2 separate regions of the Mus musculus genome follow, and region 1 is linked to region 2. The links are chromatin contacts, called in public promoter capture Hi-C maps. All regions are on one chromosome and are shown on one strand. Each heading gives the region's core, a stretch centred on a gene start, on an enhancer-like site or on the middle of the called end of the contact. The rest is flanking DNA. Distances are from core to core; before and after follow the strand shown. Region 1 overlaps Grk3 (G protein-coupled receptor kinase 3). Region 2 overlaps Sez6l (seizure related 6 homolog like).

What was found. Capture Hi-C pulls out chosen DNA fragments and counts their contacts.
Region 1: a contact with region 2 is called in a promoter capture Hi-C map of pancreatic islet. The contact joins two enhancer-like sites. A contact is called at or near these places in 2 of 9 other capture datasets (embryonic stem cells and pancreatic islet).

Annotation. Positions count from the first base shown.
Region 1 is chr5:112,922,204-112,927,401 of GRCm38.p6, forward strand. Grk3 (G protein-coupled receptor kinase 3) reads right to left here. Exons shown (of 21, transcript NM_177078.4): 16 at 3,193-3,259; 17 at 1,746-1,841. Among named protein-coding and RNA genes, the nearest start is that of Myo18b, 28 kb to the left of the region's middle. Within about 2 kb of position 3,013, at least 6 of the 459 cell types and tissues checked have an H3K27ac peak or open chromatin away from gene starts, as enhancers often do. A contact at or near this core is called in pancreatic islet, where this site is marked.
Region 2 is chr5:112,549,821-112,555,034 of GRCm38.p6, forward strand. The region is part of intron 1 of Sez6l (seizure related 6 homolog like); the gene reads right to left. Among named protein-coding and RNA genes, the nearest start is that of Sez6l, 25 kb to the right of the region's middle. Within about 2 kb of position 2,266, at least 60 of the 459 cell types and tissues checked have an H3K27ac peak or open chromatin away from gene starts, as enhancers often do. A contact at or near this core is called in pancreatic islet, where this site is marked.

The DNA of each region.
Region 1 (5,198 bases), core at 1,763-4,262, 370 kb after region 2:
ATGCCAGCTTGGAATATATATCAGAAACTCATCTCAAATGAAAAAATAAAAAAAAACCTGAGGAAGAAATAAATTAGGAGAGGGGGATTTATGTTGCTATGAGATTATGAAGATTTTCTTTTTAAGAAGAAAAAATTTTAAAAAACCAACCAAAAATGAACAACCACATCTTTCCAGCTGTTTTAAATCATTAAGTACGGAGGAGTTCTTTCCAGCTCCCTCCCTGACCATGGCCCTGTCGTCCCCACTTCATGCTGGCCACAGAGGCTGTCACCCCTCACCTCTCTGCCCCCAACCACAATGCTCTTTCCAAAGCCACAATATAGAAGATCCTAGCTGGTTAAGCCCCGACTGTATGCCTGGGGGTTTAACCACCATCTATAACACAGGTCGGGAGATGGAGGCTCACACTCATCAACTGCGAAGCATCATCTTGGAGCCCAGTCTTGCCCCTAGCGCCTTTGACAGGCAGCCTTGCGTCTAATGGGAAAAATGTTTGGGTGCATCTGGAAGTGGACTGACCTTACGGCAGCACCACTATGTGCGTGCGGTACCTGTACACCCAGGCACCAGGTGTGAGGTGCTCAGAGGAGCCTGCTGCCCTCCAACCGCCCCAGGTCACTGATCCAAACCTCATAAAAGTGGATCTGAGTCGGTCACCAATGTTGCTGTGGGCTCTTTGCCCAACACAGGCTCCATACTGGGGATCACACTGTAACACCCCATGGCCTCCTGGGGTCAGCCTCCTCGCTAGGAGCCTCTGGCTCTGCCCAGTTGTCCCTGTGCACAGCTGCTTCCATCTCACATCTGCTTCTGTCCCCTGCCTCATTTCCCTCCAGCCGGTGCCTTCACCCTGCCCCCACACTCCTAATCTGGGAGACCCTGAGACAGCAGCCTGTTAGACTCCACCATGGCGCCTGCTGTTCTCTCTCTAGGTACCAGGTGTGAGTTTGACACTCAGAACCATGGCCTGCTGCTGGAGGGGACGCTTTCAGATGGAAAAGTGACTGTGCTCGTGGGGATACACTCAAGGAGCAAAGAAGAGCCCCACCCGGGGATAAGCCACCAGAGTCAGGGGCAGATGACAGGCTGGTTGGCAGGCAGGCAGGCGGTGACCTGCTGACTTGGGATTTTTGAAGATGGTAATTTTCCCTCATGACTCACTCCCCATGAGTATGTCTTGTCTCCACTTGGAAAACTAGAGTCACGCACCAGTGTCTGGTGAATGTAGGGGATGATGCTAAGCCCACAGTCAATTCGCCCTTGATTGACAAGGGCAAAGATTCCTGCCGTCTGCATAGTCTCTCCTGACACAGGGAGACCCTAGATGTGGAAGCACGAAAGCCACACATTCTTCTGCTCTCTCACTTTGAAGTTGGATTTCAACTGCAAATGCCACATGCCAGTCATAGTGACAGGAGTGCCCCCTCTGCCGCTCAGCAGTATAAAATGATTGGAACGGAGGAAGCTGCCAAGGCTTTGCTGGTAAAACTAAAGCCATCGCTAAGTTTAATGGTTTCTCTTCTCCTTAAGCCAGGAAGGATGGGTGGACTGTTATCCCAGCATTGGGAAGGCTGAGGAGAACCTAGGGTCCAAGGCCCACTAGGCTACAGAGTGAGTTCAGAGGCCGGGGATGTAGCTCCATCCTACTAGAGCGCTTGCCGAGCAGGTGTGAGGGCTCGTCCCTAGCCAACTCTACACACAGCCATTCTTAGCAGAAACCCCATACTCAGGAGAGTGTGTACCTTAATGCCTTTGGTGTCTTCCTCATCGAAGGAGCCGATATCGAAGGCATCTGCAGCGTTGACCTCTCCCCGAGGAGGGATTAGGGGTGGCGGGTACTACAAGATCCAACAAGTAGGTAAGGCCCAGTTATCAGCTGACCTGTATACCCCAAGACAGCAGTCTATAAAAAGAACACAGCCCGCCCTTCAGAAAGCGCATGCGCAGAAAGCACATGCCCAAAATGCGCATGCCCACCCAGAGCTCCACACTGCCAGCCCTCATCAGTGCTGGCTGTCCGGGTGATTGGAGCATGGTAGGGTAGGCAGCCAGACACCTCTCCCTGTAGAAACAGCTATTACTCTGCAGCAGGCTTCACACAGAAACACACTTTTAAAAATTCAACCATTCCAGAGGTCCTGAGTTCAAGTCCAAGCAACCATATGGTGGCTCACAACCATCTGTAATGGGATCCGATGCCCCCTTCTGGTGTGTCTGAAGACAGTGACATTGTACTCATATAAATACAATCAATAATTAAAAAAAAATCAACCAGGGTGTTCCCTGTACCAAAGAGAATACAATAAAGCTTAAAACAAGGGAAGGAGGGAGGGGGTGTGGCTCCAAGGGAAAGGATGTGCTTCCTGGGTTACAGCTCCAGCATTAAAAAAAAAAAAAAAGAAGAAGAAGAAAAGAAGAAGAAGAAGAAGAAGAAGAAGAAGAAGAAGAAGAAGAAGAAGAAGAAAGAAAGAAAGAAAAAAATAAATGAAACCAAAACAAACAAACAAAAAACGCAACCCATAAAATGAAAAGTTTTAAAAATTAGGAAGGGGTAGTATGGAGTCACAAAACATCCATGTTCAAGTCAGATGTTCCTTGCATGTGTCTGAGTCTACACACATCTCAGTTAGCCGGAGAACTGCTATGCTGTGTCTTCTATTTATTTGTTGAGAGGAGATCGCCAAAATTTTTATATGGTCACCCTTCAGCCCCTGCAGAGGACCTGTCCAGGCCATGGCTTGCCTACAAGGTCCACTGGCAAGCAGCAAGGATTTGCACGGAGCCTGCACACACCCTCTGTAGACATTAATCTCTGGGTGAATGTGTAAATGCCCTTCGGATAGTGCTCAGTCAGTGCCGTTGTGACACTGATGACTGGGGCGGAGTTCGCGTGTGCTCAGCACATTTGTGATTTTTTTTCCCCCTGAATATTTTCCATCTGTAGCTGGCTGAACCACAGATGCACAACTAAGGTACATGTGGTCTGTATGAAGAAAATGAGGAAGAGGAAGAGGAGCCTTCCCGTGGGAGTCCCCTACCCCCTATGGCTGTCCCCTGTGCGGCGATAAGTCCAGGCAGAACATGTGGACATGGCAGGATTGGTGTGGGTGGGGACTCTGGAGGGACAGGGTCAGGAAGCCAGCAGCAGAGAGACACAGAGAGTGGGGCTCAGAGGGTCTGGAGGGATACCTTCCGTAAGTACACATGCTGCCAGTCAATGCCCTTGAAGAAGATGTGCTCCTTCAACTCTCGTGCCCTGGGGAAGAGGAGAGAGAGTGAGTCCTGAGGACAGGTGCTGTGCCAAACTGCCTCCCCATAAGAACTACAGGAATGTTCCATCTCATTCAGAAACCAAGAGCAAGCTGGAAAATGGCTCAGGAGGGAAAGTGCTTACAGTGTCAGCATGGGAACCTGATCAGGATCCCTGGCTCCGGTGTAAATGTCACACTGGCATGGTAGCAAGAGGCAGAGACCGGGGATGCCCCAGGGCATGCAGCTAGCTAGACCCAATCAGGAAGCTTTGGGTTCTAGGGAGAGACCTGCCTCAGTATACAAGGTATAGATCCATCAAAGAAGACACTCATCAATCTTGGGTACACACACACATGCACGCGCACACACACAGTCACATGCACATGTACACACACACAAAGTCACCTGTACATGTACACATACACAGAGAGAGAGTCACATGTATATGTACATACACACACAGAGAGTCACATGCACATTTACACAGGAAGATAGAGAATTGCATGCACATGTACACATACACATATGCACAGTGTGTGTTTGCATGTATGTGTGTTCATGTGCATGAAACTGTGTGTGTGAGTGCAGGTGTGTGTATTTGCACGTGTGTGTGTGTGTACACATGCATGGAACTTTGTGTGTATGTGTGTATATGTGCATGCAACAGTGTGTGTATGAATGTATGTACTTGAGCATGTGTGTGTACATGTGCATGTGTATATATGTACATGTGCATTGAACTCTGTGTGTGGGAGTGTGTATTTGCCCATGTGTGTGTACATGTGCATGTGTATGTATGTACATGTGCATGGAACTCTGTGTGTGTGTGTGTGTGTGTGGGTGTGTGTGTGTGTGTACATGTGCATGCAACTGTGTGTGTGCGCGGTCCTTCAGAAACCATAGACGGCACTGCAGTGATCAACACTGGGCCTGGGAAGATGTCCCATTTGTCCAGATGTATACTGCAGCTTAAGACACCCTGGAAGTTCCCACAGATACACACATGTACATCTGTACTGTGTAGTTGCATGCAACAGCATAGTTTGAAGAAGAGTGATGAAAGAGGATCATGTTAAAGGCTCTCCACAAATGTCAATCAGCCATGATGGACAGAATTACAGAAAAAGGGTGGGACCATGAAGCCTCTGGCACTGACTTAGATGGAAACTCCACAGTACATGTACCCCCATGGTTGAATAAACAAACTCCTTAAAGGTCAGGGTCAAGGCTGAGGTCACACAGCAGCGGTCACATGCTGAGTCCAGGTCCCCCTGCACCAGCAATGGCTGCTCTGGGCTGGTCTTTAGCAGTGCCCTGAACCAGGCACCCAGCCTCAGATCTGTGTCTGTTTCCCTTACAGCTCCTCCCAGACCTGAGTCATTAACAAGAGCTCGGAGCCAAGTCCTGAGCTGATGAAGGATCCTAGGCAAGGCTGGTACCCATGTCCTCAGCAGCAACATTTGAGGGGCCTTGTCTGGGTCCTGCCTGCACCCTCTGCTGTCTATACAGCAGGCTGAACGTGTGACAGGCAAACCAGCAAGGTTGTTGGAGTATAGACTGACTTCTTCACTGCCATGATGTCACAGGAAATGCTGGGTGAAGCACAGAGACACATGCCCATCAGAGAGGCAAGCAAGAGGGGCTGTGCAGAGGTAGATGGGAGTGACAGAGGAATCTGCAATGCCAGCAGGTAGCAGAGCAACTGCCCTGGGATGGATGCAGCGTGTACTGACCTCCAGACGTGTGTGTGTACACATGTGTGCATGTGTATGCATGCATGTCCATGTGTATGTGTGAGCATGTATGCATGCGTGTCTGCATGTGTGTGTCTGCATGTGTGTGTCTGCATATGTGTGTATGCATGTGTGTATATGCATGTGTTTGTGCATGTGTGTATATGCATGTGTGTGTGCATGTGTGTATGCATGTGTATGTGTACACAT
Region 2 (5,214 bases), core at 1,016-3,515:
TCTCCCCAAGTTTCTTTGAGAAAACCCCAAGAACCCAGCAAGGCTGAGATTGTTAATGCCCCCTCCCTGTAGATCCCTGTATCTCTGCTCCCCACCCTCCTACCCGCCTTAGAAGAAGTCTCACTTCTTGACTAAAGTCACAGCCACTGAGAATGTCCAGCCCTATACCACACAACAGTGTTCCGGTCAGTGGCCAAGCTATGCCACGACGGTCCCACAGGGGAACGTGAGTGCTCATGTTTCATAGCAGGATTGTCTAGTGACACAGTTCTCAGCACACACCTGACCAGTGGAGGGACACAAGGTTGTTTGAGAATTATGCATCGGTTATGGTCACTTGACTATGTTCCAGCCCATGGAAAGCAAGTAGAAGTCAATGTTTTAAGATCTGATGGGAGAGGAAGTGCCCACATCCTCTCTACCCTTTTTTATGGACTGGAAGGTTCTAGAGTAACCGTCTTTGATAATGAAAAGAAGCCAGAAGCTAAGGAGGTAGGAGCCTGGTCCCTGATAGCTTGGAGCCGCCTTGCTGGGTCAGGACTGTCCACACTGGCACCGCAGAGCAACCCACCGCCACCTCAAGTACACTAGAGATCTATTGACCTTCCCATCAGGACAGTCAGCAGGACCATCACTATCTGTGAAGGAATTTTTGTTTTACCCCCTCCCTCCAAGAAGATTCTAGAAATGCGCAGGGAAAGGAACCGAGGGTTTGGGAACTCATGATTTCAGTCTGCCTGGAGAAACAGAATCCTGGAACATGTGAGAGTAAGATTCTGGAGTCAGAGCTGAGTCTCAGCTACACCACTGCCTACACGTGTGGCTTTGGGTGGAGATCTTGATTCGAGCACCCAAATTCCCATCATGCCCGCAGGAGGAGTCATGGGGGAAATCAAAGGTAAAGTTCTAGAACCCACTAGCAGGGTGGGGTCTGGCCACCTGTACATTTAAAAACGTCTGCAGCTCCTTGTAGAATCAAGAATGACTAAATTAAAAGACTTCAGTGGGAGGGCTTTCTATAAATCAGTTCCTCATTTACCTAGTATGCAAATCAGATGTGCCTGTCATGAATATTCATAGTCCCATCGCTGCGAGAAGTTGCTCTGACCCTGTAGTTCCTTCTTGTTATGATTTAAACGTTCCTTCAAAATTCAAACTCAAGGCCCAATGGGAGAGTACTGTGTGAAGTGGCGGGGTGGGGGGTGGGGGCTTGAGGGGTGATTGTAACCCTCCCTGGCCTTTTGGCTTCTTCAACAGTCAGAGCACTTGTCCCCTCCAGAGGACACAGCAGTAACATGACACCTTGGAAGGAGAAAGTCCTGTGGAAGCTCACAAGTTTGCCTCGCCAGTCCAGCGTGGGTGAGAAATTCATTTCTATGGTTTACAAACACCTCAGTCTCTGATACTTTGTTGCAGTGGTGGGTTCCTGCCTGCCAAATCTTGTATCTGTTTGTCTTGCCATCTCTTCCACCCACAAGCTTTAGAAGTTCGTGTCTACTCGAGGCCACCACAGGAATCCCCTGCTCAGTTGTTGTCCTTGGCCTCATCTTCCTGACACTGGACATGTACAGGATTCCCCCCCACCCCCCGCCCGAACACTTTCAGCTTTCTGTCCACTAGATTTTGGCTGCAGTCTTGAACAACTCTGCAGGCTGGTTTGATCATGAAGGATACCACCATTACCCACACTGAGCCCATTTCCCAGAAGAGAACAGTGAGGTGCACAGTGAACGGACCCACACGTGGTTCACTCCATCCTATCTCTAATACTGCACCTCGGAGGAGAGGCAGATTTATCTCTGCTCAGGATGTATCTGGGAGCCGGGAGCCAGGACCCAGCCAGTGACAGGAGCTACACCAGCCTGTCCCACTTTGCGGCAGCCCAGCTCTGAGCTGGGTCAAAGTGCTGTCATCCGATTGATCCCTTTCAGGAATCTACAGAGGGAGATGTAGCCATGGGTTGCCTGGGAATTCCATGCATACATACGAGGAAGAAACCCAGTGGTCTCATTTGCTCCATTCTCGGAACTGGCTCATTTTTAGATGGGGTCATAGCAGCTTCAAGGCTACCCCAAGGCTATGGTCACGTCTAAGTCACCAGGTCCACTGGAGACAGGAAACATCAAGGTGAAAATGCCTCCATTACTGAAGAAACCCTGTTCCATTTAGGAAAAAAATAAGTGTTTCTCTTTTATATTATGTAACTCCGGGAGGCAGTTGCTTAGCAACGGAGCCCAGTTGGCTGGGCCGGGAGTGGTTATTAACTCTTCCCACAGTCAGTTGACATTGGGTCTCCCTGGAAGGCCACCAACCACCCCATTTCCATAACAGAACACTCACGCCTTTCATTTGTCCCTATGCCAGCGCCAGCGAATGGTTCTGGTCACTTTGCCCCAGAACTGCAGATCTCTCTTTCTCGAGGGAGGAGGTACATGCAGCCCTCTGGAGAGAGTCTCCACCCGCTAGAGAACCATCAAGAACCCACTGGGCCGTGTTGATTGGAACAGAACAGCTGGCAAGCAGCCAAAGCCATGTGTACAGGTGATTGTGGGATAAACACCAGCGGAGACGAAAGAGCATTCACTATGTGTGGAGACCAAGGTTAAACAGTGAGGATTAACAGGGAACTGGGTAGCCTGTGCCCCTCCCCAGTGTCCCTCCCCCTGTTTCCGCCCACAGACCACCCACGTGACTCTCCCACGTAACCCGCCCACAACCCCACCCATGTGACCCTCCCATGGGCTCCTCCCACACCCCCATGGCCCCTCCCATGGAACCCTCCCATGTGCCCATTTACATTGGATGAATTGGAATGAAGGGATAGATGGCCCTGGGTGTGGTTGTGTGCACCTGTCAATCCGGCAGTCAGAAGGCCGAGGCAGGAGGATGGTGAAATTTGAGTTCAGCCTGGGTTACAGAGTGAGACCCTTTCTCAACAAAAGAAAACAAAACACGCAAGTGTAGAGGGGGGAAAAATCCAAAAACGGGATTCTGGTTGCTGCAGCGGCTTTGAGGGGAAAGCGGGTAGAGGTGCGTACCCACATGTCAGGCTATCTGTGGGCACCCTGATTCGTCACTCTGAGGCATGGTCTCACTAGGAAGCTCAGGCTGGCCTGGAGCTCACAGCCCTCCCCTTAAGCTTTAGTGTTGGAATGACGCCATGCAGCGCGCATGCGTGAGATGCGCATGCGTAGTTCAGCGCTGCATGGCTAAGGATTGACTTTCTCCACCCAGGCCTGAGAAGAGCTCCTCAGACTCTCGGGTCTCCCTCTCTATACTCAATGGCAGCCTGATCAGGCCAATGTTCCTGCAGTGACGAGAACATACTTTCACATATTGTATCCGTGAACAGGTCTGTTAACTTCGGCCTGCCTCCTCCCCATGTCTGCACAGCTTCACACAAGTTCAAGCCATGGCTTCCCCCACCCCCACCTCGTCGAGATGTAGAAGATGCTTCTCGTTTGCATCTCTCCACCAAGCAGTTGAAATGAATCTCCAAAACTGAGCTGAGACCCACTCTGTGTGGCGTCTGTCAGAGCTTCTTTCTTTGCTGGGCTTAGGTCGTTTCTTTTTTTGCAAGGCCCCGCGTGAGCCTGCTTCTCCCCGCTCAATTATGAATGCACTTGCCCTCACCTACAAGTTCCAGCCCTGCCGGCCTCAGCTCTCACACCACCAGCAGCATCAGCTCACAGTTTTCACAGGCCCTTTGCACTCATGGCTTCTGCTGCCCCTCCCTCATCCTGGAGATCAAAGTTTAGGGTCATCACCCCCAACCCCCAGCAGCCCCATCTCAGTACCCATTAGCATCTGGAAACACACACACACACACCATACACACATACAAATACATTATACATACACCACACACACATACACTACACACATACCACACATACATGCACATTACATAAACATTACACATACACCACACACACATCACACATACCCTACACGCACATCACATATACTACACACATATCACACACATACATCACACATACAACACACATACCACACACATACATCACACATACACAAACATATCACACATACACACACATACTACACAATATACTACACACACACATCACACATACACCATGCACACACACTACACAGTACACTATATACACACATCACATATACACCATACACACACAAACACATACACCACACAACACACAAATACATTACACACAAACACATCACAATACACCATACACACTATACACACACACACTTAAAAAGAAATCTTTTAAAAATTAAAAGGCGTAGCTATAATAGCAAAGACTGGCTGGAATTTCCTGGTGCCTGTGTACCCTGAATACAAGGCACTGCTTGCCAAGGTTAGATACAATTAAATCTTCATCATAAGTCAATGAGGTACCCATGACTCCTCCCTTGTCTCAGTGACAAAACTTAAGTCCAAAGAGGAGGATCATGGAGAAGCTAAGGTCCCACAGGCTTGACCTTGGCAAAGCTGAAATTTGAACTCAGCTCCATCTGACTCTCTAAACAAGACAAAGCTGCTGGTGTTCCCTGCAGAGTTAGGCACCATCATTCTCCCAGGCCTCTTCCTGCACTGTAGCAGGGCAGCCTCTCTCATGGGTAGCAGGGGAGTGTGTAGCAGAGAGCCCAAGGGACACCGGTCAACTCATCTTAGAAAAAACCAGGCAGAGTCTGCCCGTCTGAACAACAAGCTCTGAGGGGACAAAGGATAAGCAGAAATAACTTCGGCTCCCTGAGTCACTCCTGACCGTGCCTGGGTGGCTTGGGGACATGTGGGGACTCTATGCAGCACACACCTGCCCCATCTCTTTATGTCCGACACCAACCGCTTTTTAAATGTGTCAGCGAGGGGAGCTGTTTCCAAAAGGCTCTGGAGGCTGAGGGGACTTAGGCTGGGTTAAAATAAGACCAGGCAAGCCTCTCCCACTTTTTTTTGGGAGCTTAGGATGCGATGAACTGTCTTCCGTGTCTCCCACAAAAATCCCTTCACGTGGGTGCCGTTAGGGGTGGGGATTGGTTTCTTTTTAAATACAAGGTCTTCTTATGTAGACGAGGCTGGTTCCAGGCTGATCTCCAACTCGCAATCTTCCTTTCTCAGCCTCCTGAGATGTATCACCGTGACCTGTGGGACCCAGTACTGTCACCTTCCTCTGAGGTGGGGACTGAGCTATGGCTGCCCAAGCTGCACAGCTTATGATTGGTGAA